3 separate regions of the Ovis aries genome follow, and regions 2 and 3 are each linked to region 1. The links are chromatin contacts, called in public Hi-C maps. All regions are on one chromosome and are shown on one strand. Each heading gives the region's core, a stretch centred on a gene start, on an enhancer-like site or on the middle of the called end of the contact. The rest is flanking DNA. Distances are from core to core; before and after follow the strand shown. Region 1 holds the start of GPR3 (G protein-coupled receptor 3). Region 2 overlaps IFI6 (interferon alpha inducible protein 6). Region 3 holds the start of AHDC1 (AT-hook DNA binding motif containing 1).

What was found. A called contact is a pair of places that touch in the nucleus more often than the background predicts.
Region 2: a contact with region 1 is called in a Hi-C map of tail adipose tissue, with 4 times the contacts expected there. The contact joins the enhancer-like site here to the promoter of GPR3 in region 1. A contact is called at or near these places in 5 of 16 Hi-C or Micro-C datasets (hypothalamus, mixed tissues, muscle and 2 more).
Region 3: a contact with region 1 is called in a Hi-C map of liver, with 7 times the contacts expected there. The contact joins the promoter of AHDC1 here to the promoter of GPR3 in region 1. A contact is called at or near these places in 12 of 16 Hi-C or Micro-C datasets (blood, hypothalamus, liver and 6 more).

The regions. Positions count from the first base shown.
Region 1 is chr2:239,622,600-239,627,197 of ARS-UI_Ramb_v3.0, forward strand. GPR3 (G protein-coupled receptor 3) reads right to left here and starts at 2,167. Exons shown (of 2, transcript XM_027965442.3): 1 at 2,021-2,167; 2 at 1-976. The coding sequence starts at 971.
Region 2 is chr2:239,392,486-239,397,083 of ARS-UI_Ramb_v3.0, forward strand. It overlaps IFI6 (interferon alpha inducible protein 6), which reads left to right. Exons shown (of 5, transcript XM_027965432.2): 2 at 1,009-1,112; 3 at 1,485-1,559; 4 at 1,646-1,795; 5 at 2,920-3,205. The coding sequence starts at 1,040. The coding sequence ends at 3,029. Among named protein-coding and RNA genes, the nearest start is that of IFI6, 2.8 kb to the left of the region's middle. Within about 2 kb of position 2,531, at least 33 of the 54 cell types and tissues checked have an H3K27ac peak or open chromatin away from gene starts, as enhancers often do. A contact at or near this core is called in hypothalamus and tail adipose tissue, where this site is marked.
Region 3 is chr2:239,443,271-239,447,868 of ARS-UI_Ramb_v3.0, forward strand. It overlaps AHDC1 (AT-hook DNA binding motif containing 1), which reads left to right and starts at 1,864. Exons shown (of 7, transcript XM_042245109.1): 1 at 1,864-2,340; 2 at 2,584-2,681.

The DNA of each region.
Region 1 (4,598 bases), core at 917-3,416:
GATCGGAAGAGCGTCTTGGAAGAGGAACAGCAGCAGCAGACAGCCCACAGCACCTTCTGCACGTCCTGGTTGCGGAAGGCGTAGATGATGGGGTTGATCATGGAGTTGTAGGTGGCAGGGAGCAGGGTGAGATAGGTGTAGAGGGGTGGGGAGTGGGCATCGCCCAACAGGCAGTAGACGGTGAAGGGCAGCCAGCAGGCGGCAAAGGCGCCAAGCACCACGGCCAGGGTGGCAATGCCCTTTCGGGTGGCCACGTAGTGGGAGGCAGGCAGCAGGTGCCGCTGGAGGGCAATCTGCTGGGCATGGCGGCAGACGATGCGACAGACCTGGGCGTACAGCTGCAGCATGATGCCGAACACCATGAAGAAGGCGACGGCCAGGACCACCAGATGGTTCTTGGAGAGCGGATAGACCACGCCGCACGTGGCCCGCGCATCCAGGCAGTTCCAGGCCAGCACAGGCAGCAGCCCCAGGCCCAGCGCGCCCCCCCACACTAGGGCCAGCATCACATAGGTCCGCGTCACTGTTGTCTCTGAGTAGTAGGTGAGCGCATTATACAGAGAAAGGTAGCGATCAACGGTGATGGCCAGTAGGCTGCCGATGCTGGCAGTAAAGGCCGTGGCCAGCACGCCAACCAGCACCAGGCTCATCACTGCTGAGCCAATGCAGAAGACAGCAGCGAAGTGCATGACCAGGCCCAGGCCCGCCAGCAGGTCTGCCACAGCCAGGCTGCCCACTAGCAGGAACATGGGGGCACGGAAGGCGGGAGTGCCCACGATGATGGCCACCACCAGCGCGTTCTCACAGGACACCAGTGTGCCCGAGATGCACAGTACTACGTCCCAGGCCGTGGGGGTGGGCAGCGGTGCAGCAGGGCCTGTGGGCCCCTCTGTGGACCCCATGCTGCTCATGTTCATGTTTCCAGGGCCAGCAGAGAGCCAGGCCAGGGGGCTGCCTGCACCCCACATCATGGTACCTGTAGGAGAAACGCCCTGTGAGAAGCTGGCAGGGCTGGGTGCTGGGTAGAGGGGTCTGGAAGCAGTCGGGGGGGGGGGGTCTCTCCTCAGGATACCTGGCTGGGTCCCAGGTTGCCCACCCCCTCCCATGCCCTGAAGCTCCTTCCAGGATACCCTTGTCTTCACCTATGCCCCTAGGCCAGCAGGGGTCTGGGGATCCCTGTGGTGGGTCGCTCCCCTCTCCCTTCTAATACATTGAGTCCCGCAGGTCTCTCTCCCATGTGTGTGACCGAGGAGGACAAGATGAAGGACTACCATAAGTGGATGGAGGCCCATAGGATCCCGGAGAAGCCGGGAAAGGCCCAGGACTGGGGGAGGGGACATCTCAAGACTGACAGCAGTTCTGCTCCCTCCCCACTGGGGAGGATGACGCTCAGTTTCTGAGGCTCACCAGACCCCTCACGATTCTCAGTATGGCCAGCCCCAGACTCCGCCCCCAGAGAATGCTCGTGAAGCTCCCGCCAGCCCCCACCCTGCACTCTTAGGGTAACAACATCTGGGACCTCAGCCCCCCAACACACACTCGCCTAGACTTCTGCCCCCAGCTGGACCCTTCTTTCTGCCTGAACCTCTGGGTCTTTGGGACAAACACCCCCTGCTGGAAGCCAGGATCCTGGAGTCAGATCCCTCCCTCTGCTTGGACACCTGGCTCTTGGGCCTGACTCCGCCTCCTGTCCGGACGTCTGGATTTCTAAGTCGGACACCTCCTCCTGCTCGGACGCCTGGTTCCTGGCCCAGACGCTTCCTGCCGGCCCAAACTCAGATGACCATCAGTCCCTTCAGGGCCTCGGGTCCTTGCAGGAGTGCTCACCCCACGCCGGGCTACCCAGCTGACAGCTCTTATCACCCAGACCCTGGGTCCCCTCCTGTTAGCCCAGACTCAGAGTTCCTGGTCTCAACCTCCGACCCCAACCAACGGCTGGGAGCTTGACCGCTTGCCCAGCGTCCAGCATCCTGCGTGCCCTCTTGGACGCCTGGTACCCAAGGCGGGGCCCGCTACTCACCTCTCGGGACGGGGCGCGGCCGGGCCGCGGGGAGGCTGCGCTCGGGTCCGGGCTGCGCAGGGTGTGTGAGGACCCCGAGAAGCCCCCGCGGCCGCGGGAGAAGCGGCGTGAGTCACCCCGTCCTGCCCCGCCCCCGACCACCGCTTTGGTGACGTCAGTGGCCCGGCTGGCCAATGGGTGCGTCGCGCTGGGGCGCAGCGCGCGCCGCTCGGCATAGTAATGAGGCCTCGTGCCGCCCGCTCCCCCATTCATAAAAAGCGACCGTGGCTGCGGCTCCGCCCCCTTCTGAGTCGGCCCGCGCTGTCCTTGACGCTGCGCCCTCTACGGGCCGGGGGTTTCGGGGTCGCTGGTGCGAGAGCCCTTGCAGTCTCAGGGAGGTGGCGGGGGGCATGTGTTAGAGGGAGAGGAAGAAAGGGGCCCCGGAGAGTTTGTGGAGGTGATGGGACCCTCGGGTGGCAGAGACAGGCTGACGGAATTCAGGTGACGGAGCCCGAGTGATGGGGGCTGAATGAGCGTCCCCGGTGAGGATGACAGGGGTTGCCAAGACGATGGGGCCCTGAGGTGATGGTGACAGGAGCACGAGGGAGCAGGGAGGTGGGTGGAAGTGACGGTATGAGCGCGGTGACAGGATCTTGGGGGGATGGTGGCAGTGCGACGCTGAGGAGGAGAAGGAAGCCCCCAGGGCAACCATAGCAGTGTCAGGGTGACGCTGGGCCATGATGGGGTTCAGGGATGAGGCGGTAGGAAAGGGAAGGTGGAGGGGCTGGGTGATAGTTCTTCAGGTCACCGTGACCCTGTCACAAGTGACCAGGCTGTGATAAGGGTCATAGGGTCCTGGAATGAAGATACCAGGTGACTGTGGGCCCCCAGGGGGGTGGGACAGGGTAGAGGGTCTGGACTGACAGTAACCGGGCCAGCCCTCCTGATGCCGGGGCTGGCAGAAGGAGCTGGGCGACGTCAATCATGTCAGCCCAATAGCGCCCTCACTGCACAGGGAGGGGTGGGCCTGGCAAGATTTCAAAACTTGAATTATTTATTCAAGGATCTGGAAAGCCAGCGGGGTGGGGGTGGGGGGGGGGGTGGGGGGGGTCACTTCCCTGAAGCAGCAGGAGTCGGGAAGAACTTGGAAGCAGAAAGCCATCAGCTCAGTCCCCAGGGCGGGCCCCCCTCGGCCTCCCATCTTAGGCACCCTGGCAGGGCAGGGCACAGAGAAGAAACTCCCCCTTCCCCACCTCTTCCTGTTCCCAGGGAACCTCTCCCAGCTGACTTCTCCAGATGCCACAGATATGGCCAGTTCTGGGAAAGGGGAAATAGCTGCCTCCTCCACCCTCCAACTCGAGCTCTGATCCTCATTGGAATCAACCAGGCCTGTGGGAAGGGGCTGGGGGCAGGGACCAGGTGAGGGCCCAGATCCCAGGCCCCACCACTTATCCTCCCAGCACAGAACCACTGCAGTATCCACAGTCAGTGTGGGGCAGGGAGAAGGAGGGGGCCGGCCAGTGGCAGGGTACATGGGGCTGGCAGGGCTGGAGAAGATACTGTACTTCAGGTTGCACATGGTGAGTTTGGGGTGGTTAGCAGGTGGTGTGGTCAGCAGTTAGTTTGGGTGAATATCTTAGGCTCTTTGGGCCTGTTTTCTCTAGAGACAGGGACTTCCCAATTGGTCCAGTGGCTAAGATGCCACATACCCAATGCAGAGGGTTGGGGTTTGATCCCTGGTCAGGGGAACTAGATCCCATGAGCCGCAACTAAAGAGTTTGCATGCGGCAACTAACAAGATCCTACGTGATGCAGCTAAGACCCAGCACAGCCAAATAAATAAATAAAAGTTAAGAAAAAGAGAGACCATGTTAGTATCTTCTGCATGGAATTGCTGGGAGGTGCTGGCTGCAGGAGGAGGACACCTGGGAGGCTTGGGTGTGCGGGGAGGGAGCAGAGAGGAGGAGCTTCAGGGAACCCCACCAGTGAGAGCACAGACTGGGTGAGAAGCTTCCTGCTCCTGGGCTTTGCCTGGCGGTTCCCTCTGCCCAGAACCCCTTTACTCCATTTGAGAGTCTCTGCGGCCAAGTCAATATCTTCCGGAGCAGGCTTTCCCAACCTCTACCCTAGACGACCACTCCCGCCCCTGTCACTCTCTCCCTCCTTTCCTTATCATTTTTTAGAGCACTTAGCACTCCTGAAATTGTAAATTTATTGTTTTAAGAGAAAAGACATGTCAGCCCCACCAAGATATAAGCTCCAAGAGGATACAGACTTTGTTCTGGTCTGTGCTGGAGAACAAAGCCTGGCGTGGAGGAGGTGTTCAATAAATACTTGCTGACTGGATGACTGGACAAAAAGCAACATCCGAGAAAGAGAAGGAAATCACGGAGGGAACAGTAATACGCACAGTGTTGAGGAAAGCGGGGCAGCAAAGGGAATACAAGAACATCTGCCCCCTGGAACCCGGATGTCCACTTTCTCCCCTGTCAGAGCCAGGTCTCAACAGCTGTCCAGTTGGTCTCAGAGAGGCTGCTGGGAGGTTGGCATGAGAGGGTGTATGAGAGGGAACCCATTTGTGGTCCCGTGGTTAGGACTC
Region 2 (4,598 bases), core at 1,281-3,780, 230 kb before region 1:
CAGATGTTCAAAGTGTGGGTGTGGCATCAGTTAACTGTGGCTTTAAATCTTGACTCTGCTTCTTCCTAGCTGGGTTGGTTCGGAAGTATCCCCTTTCTGAGCTTCAGTGTCCTTATTTATAACATGTGGTTAAGTACAATGGTACCTACTTCATGAGGTTGTTATAGGTATAATTAACCTTGTGCCATAAAGTGCTGAGTACGTGTTCAGTCCAGGGGAAGTTTTGGGGGAATTTCTGCTTGTTTGTTTTTATTTCAAGGAAAACACACTGAATGAACAAAGATCACATTAAAGGTAAACTGTGGTGGGGGCAGGGAACTGTGTTTCTATTTTGTGGTATAATGGAAAGAGCATAGGTTTTGGATTCTGACGGTCTTGAGTGTGTGTCTAGGCTGCAGGATTTGGGTGTGACCTTGGGCAAGTTCCTTTACCCCTTTCTGCTTTCTGAAAAATAAAGTTAATCTGAGGCAGTATGTGGTGCCTGTACATATTCAATGCATTGGAAGAATAAATCTATCAACAACCATTGTTTAGACAATCCTATGTGACAGGTACTGTTCTAAATGCTAGGGATACAGCGGTGCACAGTTGCAAAAACCCGCAGCCACCCCCTAAAATAGGCTCTATTAACACCCCCACTTTAGGGTTAAGGAAACTGAGGCTCAAAGAAGTCCCAGGTATCCTGCTTAAGGTCACACAGCCAGAAAAAAAGCCAATTACAAAAACCACAGTAAGGATACTAGCTGACTTCTGGTGAAGTACATGCCGGGCATAGTACCAGAAGAGGATTCTCTCCTGTAATTCTCACGACTAATAGAGTGGCAGAACACCAGCGCCGCTGGTGCAGCGAGGAAACGAAAAGCCTGTGGTTCTTTAGAGGGGGTCCTGGGCTCAGTTCAGAGGATCCTGCTGCTTTTTGTGGACTCATCCTCCAATTCAAAGGGAATTACCACCGAACGGGCGTGGTTCCAATAAGGGGACCGTCTCTTTCCTCTGCCCCTAACCCAGATACGGTGACAAAGCCTTGAGCTGCGCCACCATGCGGCAGAAGGCGGTATCGCTGTTCCTGTGCTACCTGCTACTCTACACCTGCGGCTGCTGCGGAGAGGAAGGTAAGGATCTTGGTGCACCCAAGGATAAAAAAGCGGAGAGTTTCAGGATCCCTCGTTTAGAGACCCAGGCATGCCTCTGAATGAGAGGAGCTATTCCAATGGACAGCGCGGGGCGGCGGGGGGTGGGGGGGCGGGGCTCCCTGTAGCCAAAGTCCCAAGTTTGAATCTCTTCTCTGTCCGTTGGTCCATTCTCTCGAAATGTATTCAGGCCAGTTCTGTGCCAGGCCCGGCGACCTGGGAAAAGCCGCTATCCTTCATTGAGGAGCTCCAAAATGGGAGGATGGTGGTCCTACCTGTCCGGGTGGTCTGGAGCTTCGGGCACCGAATAGGGGACCCTTGCTCCCCACTGGACTTTGTCCATTCTCCTTCCAGACGGAAAAAGACGCTCAGAGGAAAACAGCGACTCGAGCTTCTGGGGCATGGTGACCTACATGGCCGTCGGAGGCGGTAGGTCTGCAGCGAGGGGAGCGTGGGAGGATGCGGGCGGGCCCTGCAGCCGGCGTCCCTCACCCACCGCCCTCCTCTTCCTCCAGGACTCATGGCCGCGGCACTACCCGTGCTGGGCTTCTCGAGCACCGGCATCGCCGCCAACTCGGTGGCCTCCTCACTGATGAGCTGGTCGGCCGTGGCGAACGGAGGCGGAGTGCCGGCCGGGGGGCTGGTGGCCACGCTGCAGAGCCTGGGTGAGTCCGGGCAGGGTTCCTGGAGGCGGGAACACCCAGGCCAGGGGCCTCCTTTACTGCCCTGAGCCCTTTCCACAGCCTAACTCGGCTCTACACACCATGGGGAAACTGAGGCATGGTCCTGGGGATTAAGGAACTGACTCAAATTCTCCCATATAGTTAGTACCACCGCCAGTATTCAAGCCCAGTGAATAGGCCTTCTTGGTTTCAGCCTGTAACGCCAGAGGCCTCACTGATGCTCTGGCTAAGTCACAAGTCTCAGTTTCCCCGTTAACCAGGATAGGCATCCTCAGTTTGTCACTTTATGAATCTCATCCATCCATCCCAGAAAATCAGAGTGGCAACGAACCAGGGAGAGGTGACCCAATTCAATCTCATGCTCAGCCTGGTCTTGCATTCTTGAGCATCGTGACGGGGACAGACACAGAGCACAGCGTGGTGCTTCTGGAAAACATGCTTTCACTTCTCTCTCTGTCTCCCCATCCAGCTCTGTCTTTTCTTTTTCCTTCTCTCCCTCTCTCTGAGGCCTCCCACATCCTTCCGAAAAACCACCCCTGACAGACTGCCCCTCTGCCTTCCCCTCCATCTTCCCCTAAGTTCTGGATGACAAAAGCCCAAAGAAGCGGCCCAAGAAGACGGCCCTTCTAGGAGCGGGCAGCGGGAAGACAGCCCGAGCCACACCCCCAACGGTGGGAGAGGAAGGGTGTGGGCAAGCCCAGCAACAGTCCTGTGCTGTGTGACGGCTGTCCTCTCAAGCATCACAGGGTTGTGACAGGTTGTCCTGTCACACATGGCACTGGCAAGGTTGACATGTCTCACTTGCAAACCACCAGCTCCCACCGAGGCCTCCACCAAGGAGGCGGTCAGCATTACTAATAGCACAGCGTGTCCACCGCAGACGTGAAGAGAATGCGCTCTTATTTTTGTCATTTTCATCTCGGATTTGAGATGGCAAGTTGGGAGGGTGGCGACGGGAGTCCCTTTGCAGGAGTCCTGTCCCCTCTGGGCCTCTGTTCCTCTAGCTGGAAATAAAAAGGGTACACTTGACCCGTTGTTTCCCGACATTTGGATTCCCGGGCCTGGTGCCTGGGTTCCAAGGGACTCGGCTGTCGTTTGCATTACAGGCGCTAGCGGTGGCAGTGCCCTCATGGCCAAGATCGGGGCCTTTCTGGGCTATACTGTCCACAAGCAAGTCGAAAGCAGACAGAGAAGAGAAGAGAAAGAAAAAGAGTAAGCAGAGAGAAAGGAGAAGAAGTAGCCAGCAGCTCCCTGGAAGCCCCGCCTTCCTCCTTGTCTTCCTTTTCCAGCTGCAGTCCAGAGCTTCCTCTGTCACACTTGGCAATGACTGAGGTTAAAAAAAAAAAAAAGAAACACATACACACAGAATAAACGTCTCTCAGAAAACACTCAGTCCTGCTGTGAGTCGTGGTTGCTATGAGAAGCCCAACAAGATCTGGCTCTGGTCTGCCTCATCCACACACCCCACCCCCATTTCCCTCCCTAGAGCCCATCACAGCTCCTGGAGCACGACCAGCTGGTTTTGCCTCTGAGCCTTGGTGTGTTCTGGTCTCTTGGCCTAGGACGTCCTTCTGAAGCTTACAGCCCACCTCAGACATACCTCGTCCTCTGGGACTCCTTCCTGGCAGAGGCTTCTTGCTACCCCTGTCACAGCCTGGGCGCCCAGGCTGCATTTCACAGGGTGCCTGGGGAGGCAGATTCTGTTCTCAGTGAGCGAAGCTTCCAGCTATGTCCCTGATCAGGCAGAGATGGAGAAGCCAGATCTCTAGTCCCCAGAGAAGCGCTAGAGGGGTCTCCCTCAGATAAGGCCAGACCTTTGTCATGGGGAAACGGTTTAAGAGCAGCTTTTGGGGGGTAGAGGTGCTCAGCGAGGCCTCCCTTCCTTTAGAGAGCTCTGGGGACAGGGTGGGGACTTTGCAGCTGGAGCCCACACGCCTTCTGAGGGGGAAGGGGAGGCCCAGCCCTTGGGAGGATCTGAGGTTCGGGAGGCCTGTCCAGGGAACCAGAGTGCCAGGACCTCAGCAGGGGGGAGAAGGGCAAAGAGGCCCCAGAAACCACTCTTCAGTAAAGCTCCAGCTGGTTCTGGCACTAATGCAGAGACAGACTCTGGTTCCGGCCTGAGTGGGTGTGCCAGCCTCGATTCCAGACCAGCCTTCTAGAGAGATCCGCATCCCCAGGGAAGTGGCCGTGTGTGAACCGCAAACGCCGGTCACTAAAGGGCCCAGCCAGCTGTCCTCAGGCCTCCCCCACCCCGCCCCACTTCTAACCCAGAACTTCCCCTTTGATTGCCAACATGCAGAGGCGGCTAAGAGGCTACATCGTGCTCACTCCTGTCTCCAGGGCCAACGCCACCCTGCGGGTGGCAAACGGCCCCAGCTGGCTCGCCCCAGGGCACCAGAGAAGCTGGGTTTGTTAAAGAGGGGGCACAGGTGCTGGAGGTCCCACTGGCACCTCAAACACCGTCTCCACAGTTTGTTCCAGGAGCGGAAGCTGAGCTGAGTGCCCTGCCCTGAGAGTCAGCACAGGGCATCAGCTGAGCCCCGCCTCGGTGGGCTTCTGCCCATGTCTCAGGCGTCACACTCCCCCAGGCGTGCTAATTGCACCCCAGTTTGTCCACAGAGTCGATATCCCAGAGACGGAAGTGTGTTCCCTAAGCCCCTTCACAGAGGGCACTGCGTCTCACTCATATCGCCTCCCCAGTGCCTGGCATACAGCAGGTGCTCAATATATGTGCAGAGAACTTGAGGCCAGTCTCCTTCCATCCACCTGTCCCTTCACCTCCCTC
Region 3 (4,598 bases), core at 614-3,113, 180 kb before region 1:
GGGCAAGATGCCAAAGCCTCATCTATTTGTGTAACTTTAGGTCAGGCTGGGGAGCTGCAAAGGGCCCCTAACAACTTTAACCATTGCTTTCTTTTGTTAATATCTGATCTTACAATGGTTCCCATTCAACTGATAAATCTTTGAACCCAGGGCTTGCCTGTAAGGAGAAGCTACTCCCAAATGGGTGCCTCTGCGGCTGGTCAGCAGCCCGGATGATGCCAGATCAATAGATGGAACTATTTAGAGCCCTAGACCTCTTCCATGGCTGTGGTGCCCCCACTCCCTGCAAAGGGCCAACAGAGTGTCCCCCAGATCCCCCCAACTTTTTTGTCTTAGAGGAGGGGCTTGCAGGTGGTGACAGGGAGCTGCTGTTGGCAAAACGACACCACCTGCCTTTTGTCACACGCTGGCCATCACCTCGTATCACCCTGCAGGGCCAAAGGAAGAGTCCGAAACGGGTGGGCCAAGGACAAAGGCACTGCTGAAGGGACTTCAGACACAGGGCAAGACAGAAAAAGCCAGCAGACATTGGGCAAAGGAATGTCAGACACATAGATGAAGTGGGACTAGCACAGGACCAGTCGGGGCTGGTGCTGGTAGACGCCGGGGACAGGACAGCCACCATGCATTATTCATCTCCGTGTCCCCTGTGAGCCCTGCACACCTCAGTTAACATTTGTCGAATTTAAGTGCCAAGGGAGGACACACAGACGCCGGGAGAGAAGGTCAGATGGAGAGCTTGGAAGTCGCAGCTCCCTGCTTGACCCAGAGGTTAAGCAGTGAGCTTTGGAATGGAACAGACCCTGGTCCAGCCGGGCTCTACCAACTTCTTCAGTAGGGGTCATGGGCCTCAGTGCCCTCATCTCTAAAATGGAAATGATAACAAAATCATTCTACCAGGTCTTTGCAGGACTCAAGAGCCCTGCGGTGTTCAGAAAGTGGCAGCAGCAGCAGTTCTCCTTCTTGCACTGTCCAAAGACCTCTCCTTGGTAACCAGGCCCTGGCAGTGCACATTCCCATCTGTGGGGACAGGCCAGGCAGGGGGCCGGAGCTAGGGGCTGGATAACAGATGTGACCTGCAGAGGAGGTAGGTGAAAGTGCTGAGTCCAGCCCCCTGGGCCCAGCAGGAGCTCTGAACTGTTGAATCTGAATGCTGCTTCCTGACACCAGGAAGAAGCTCAGTCGAATTCAGGAAGGCAAGGCTGTGTGTGTGTGTGTGTGTGTGTGTCTGACAGAGAGAGAGATCTGTGGAGAATCCAGGACTTCATGCTCTTGTCTTCCTCGGACTTCTAGAAAAACTAGTCTTTGGTGGAGGTGGCTAAACCCAGAGCTCAGAACTTGAGATTGGGGGTCCCTGAAAGGAGGAGGAGGTGCGGGCGGGCTTTGAGTTTTCTGGAGCAGCCCTCTCTCCATCAACCCTTGCGCTTTACTCAATAGGTAACCTTCTCATGAAGGGAGAGCGCCTCCAGATTCAGGGAGCCGGCCGTCTCCTCTTACCGCTTCCTCTCTCATTTAATTGGGACGCCCCCAGAAAGTCTCAAGTCCTTTTAGCTAGTCCCTCGATTCCCCCATTCTACTCTTTCCATTCTCAGACCCCGCCCCTTCACTCCCACCCGCAACCTCCGCTCCGGCCAAAGCCCCCCGCAGCGGGACGAGGAAGGTGGGGAACGTTGGTGATCCTTAGGGAAGAACGCAATCCCCCTTTGGTAAAAGAGGAAGCGCGCGAGGGCTCGGGCGCTGGGTGCCCCCTGCGGGCTCCCGGCCGCGCCGTCGGAGCTGCCGGCGCCGCCCCGCCCGCTCCGCGCGCGGAGCGGCCGAGGCGGGGACTACAAGTCCCGGCGAGCCGCGCGCGCGCTCCCCCCTGGGGTTCCGGATGGTGAGCGGCGAAGGTAAGGCGAGCTCGCAGAGGCAGCGGCGGCGGCGGCGGAGACGGAGAGAGGCAGGCAGGCAGGCAGGCAGGCAGGGCGAGGGCGAGAGACGGCGAGGGGAGGGAGCGAGCGAGGCAGACCAGACAGACAGACAGGCGGGCGGGCGGGCAACGCGAGCCACCCGCCAGGCTGCGCTCAGCCCCGCTCGCCGCGGAGAGAGCAGAAGGCAGGAGGAGGGAGGGGAGGAGGGGGAGGGAGGGAGAGAGGGAATCCAGCTACCACCACCCAAAGCCAGCGTCTGCTTTCTGTCCTCATTTCCTTTTCCCACCCAGCTCTGAGAGCAGAGAAAGGCAGAGGGAGCGAGAGATTGAGACAGTCAGAGGGACAGACAGACAGCCAGAAGAGAGCGGGAGGGAGGAGGGCGGAGGAGGAGGAGCAGGAGGAGGACTACGCGGGGCGCGTTCCCTCCCAGGTTTGCAATTGGGGGGGTGGGGGTGGGGGTGTCCAGGGCTGTGAGAGTGTGTGCGCGGTGGTGGTGGTGGGGGGAGCAAGGGGGCGCAGAGAGAGAACGAAGGAGTGATCGAGGTGGGGGGCGCCGCGGGAGCTGGGGGGCCGGGTCCAGCGGAGTTAGCGGCGGAGAATGTGAGCCGAGGCGCGAGCCATGCTGTCAGCAACGGCGGGCGGCTCAGGGCTCCTCCACGACTCCTCTCCCCAGCTGCCGGGCGCCCGCGTCGCTGCCGCCGCCGGAAAACAGACGCCCCCCGAAGCCCCTCGCCTGGCTCGGACCCACGGAGCCGGCAGCCCAGCACTCCGGTGAGTGGCGCCTCCTCCCCGGCCCTAGACCCCCGCTGGGGACCGGCCGGCCGGGCTCTTTTGTGCAGCGCACCGGGGGGGCCCCGCGCCCCCTCCGCGCGCCCCGGTCCGGTCCGCCGGACCCCGTGGCTGCGGTGCCCGCGGTGCGATCGGTCTTTGTTTCCACCGGGGCCCGCGGCTCGGCTGGGCTCGGCTCGAAGCCTGGCAGGCAGCGCCGGGAAGGGGGAGGGGGAGGTGGACGAGAAGGGGGGGCGGGGAGGGGGGGTTCTCGGGTTTCCTGGCCGCCCCGCGGCTCCCCCGGCTCGGGGGCGAGGTGCGCGCCCAGCGCTGCCGCGCGCCCCCTCCTCCTTCCCCCTCCCTCCGTCTTTGGATTTAAAACTGCAATTTGCTCTCCAGCTTGCTGAGAATGTAGGGGGGGGGGGTGGGTGAAGGGGGGGACCGTGGGAGCGGAGAACAAGGCTGGATTTTAGGAACGGCGCTGGGAAAGGGGGAGACTGCGGAGGGGAGAAGCCCCTCCCCTCCAACCCCCAAATCCCAAGGTTCCGCTTGTGCTCTGGGAGTTGAGGGGCGGGGACCTAATGACCCGGAGGGGGTGTGGGGCGGAGGAGGGATTTGGGGGCGGCCGGGGCCGGAGGGGTTGGGCCGCGTGCCCGGTTACCTGGCGAACAAAGTCGGCTCACTTTTGCATAAATAAATAAATAATCGCCCATCAATGCGTTTCCTCTGAGGCTCTGATTGAATCGGGGGCCCCCTCTTCCCCAGGGCTTGGGGTGCTGAGTGACAGCTGTCAGCCCCCTGGGCCAGTCGCTGGGGGGTGAATCGCTGAATCCCTCCGCTTTCTGGCTCCGGGCGCATTCCCCTGCTGGGTCTTGGTCCCCGGGCAGAGCCAGAGGGGCAGGGGGCTGGCTCCGAGTCTAGGAAATAACCTTGTTTCCTGTTCTACAGGAAAAGGGACGGCAACCCAGAGAGTTTGGGGGCTGGGGATGAAGACTGATGGGAGCCGGAGGGGTTCCCCAGCAGCCTGACCCCCCAGCCTCCTGCCAGGCGCAGGGGCCGGCCGAGGGAGGAAGGATGTGGGCCTTGCTGGCCCGAGGCGGGAGCTGGGGCTGTCCCCGAGGCGGGCAGCGGGCACCGAGCAGGAGGAGGGAGACAGAGAGCAGCGGGGGCGGGAATTCTCTACCGCAGACCCTGGGGGCCGGGGCCAGATGTGGAGGGGTGGGGAGTCCCCCCTCCCTGCTAGCTTGGGGGCCCCGGGGGCTGGGCTGTGAGGGGCTGAGCCTAGTGCCCTGGGTTCTGCACCAAGTGCCTGACTGGCAGGGCCAGCTGAATTTGGGCCCAGGCGTCACCCTGGGAGGCAGGGCCAGCCTGCACCAGCCTGGTCCCTGAGCACAAGGAGGGACCCTTGGGGGGCCTATGCCTGTCTGGCTGGGCAGGCGTTTCCCGCCGGACCAGTTGGTGTCAGGCGGGACTTGGCCCCAGCTCCCTGGGCAGAGCTCAGGGTGTGAGGACAAGCTTTGCCTCTGGGTCAGGGTGGCCACATTTTGTCCGCTGCTGCTGCTGCCGCCGCCGCCGCCGCCGCCGCCGCCGCCGCCGCCGCCGCCGCCGCCGGCGGGGCGGGGGCATGTGCCCGGGCCTGGGCAGAGTCCTGCCAGGAGCATTTGGGGTGTTTCTATTGTTGGCTTGTTCCTGTTCCGTGTGGCCCAGTGTGTGTAGCTGTGTGAGCTGGGGCTGTAAGTGAAAGATTACCAGTCAGTCCACACCCCCAACCCACACCCCCACCCCCACCCCACCGCCTGCCTGTTGGGGGCAGGCTGGGTTGTGGTGGTGAGCTGTGGGGGACCCCCCTAGGTGGCATGTGCCTGCAGCTTGCCATCTCTCTCCTTTGAACAGATGTATATTTATTTTTATGGTAATGGA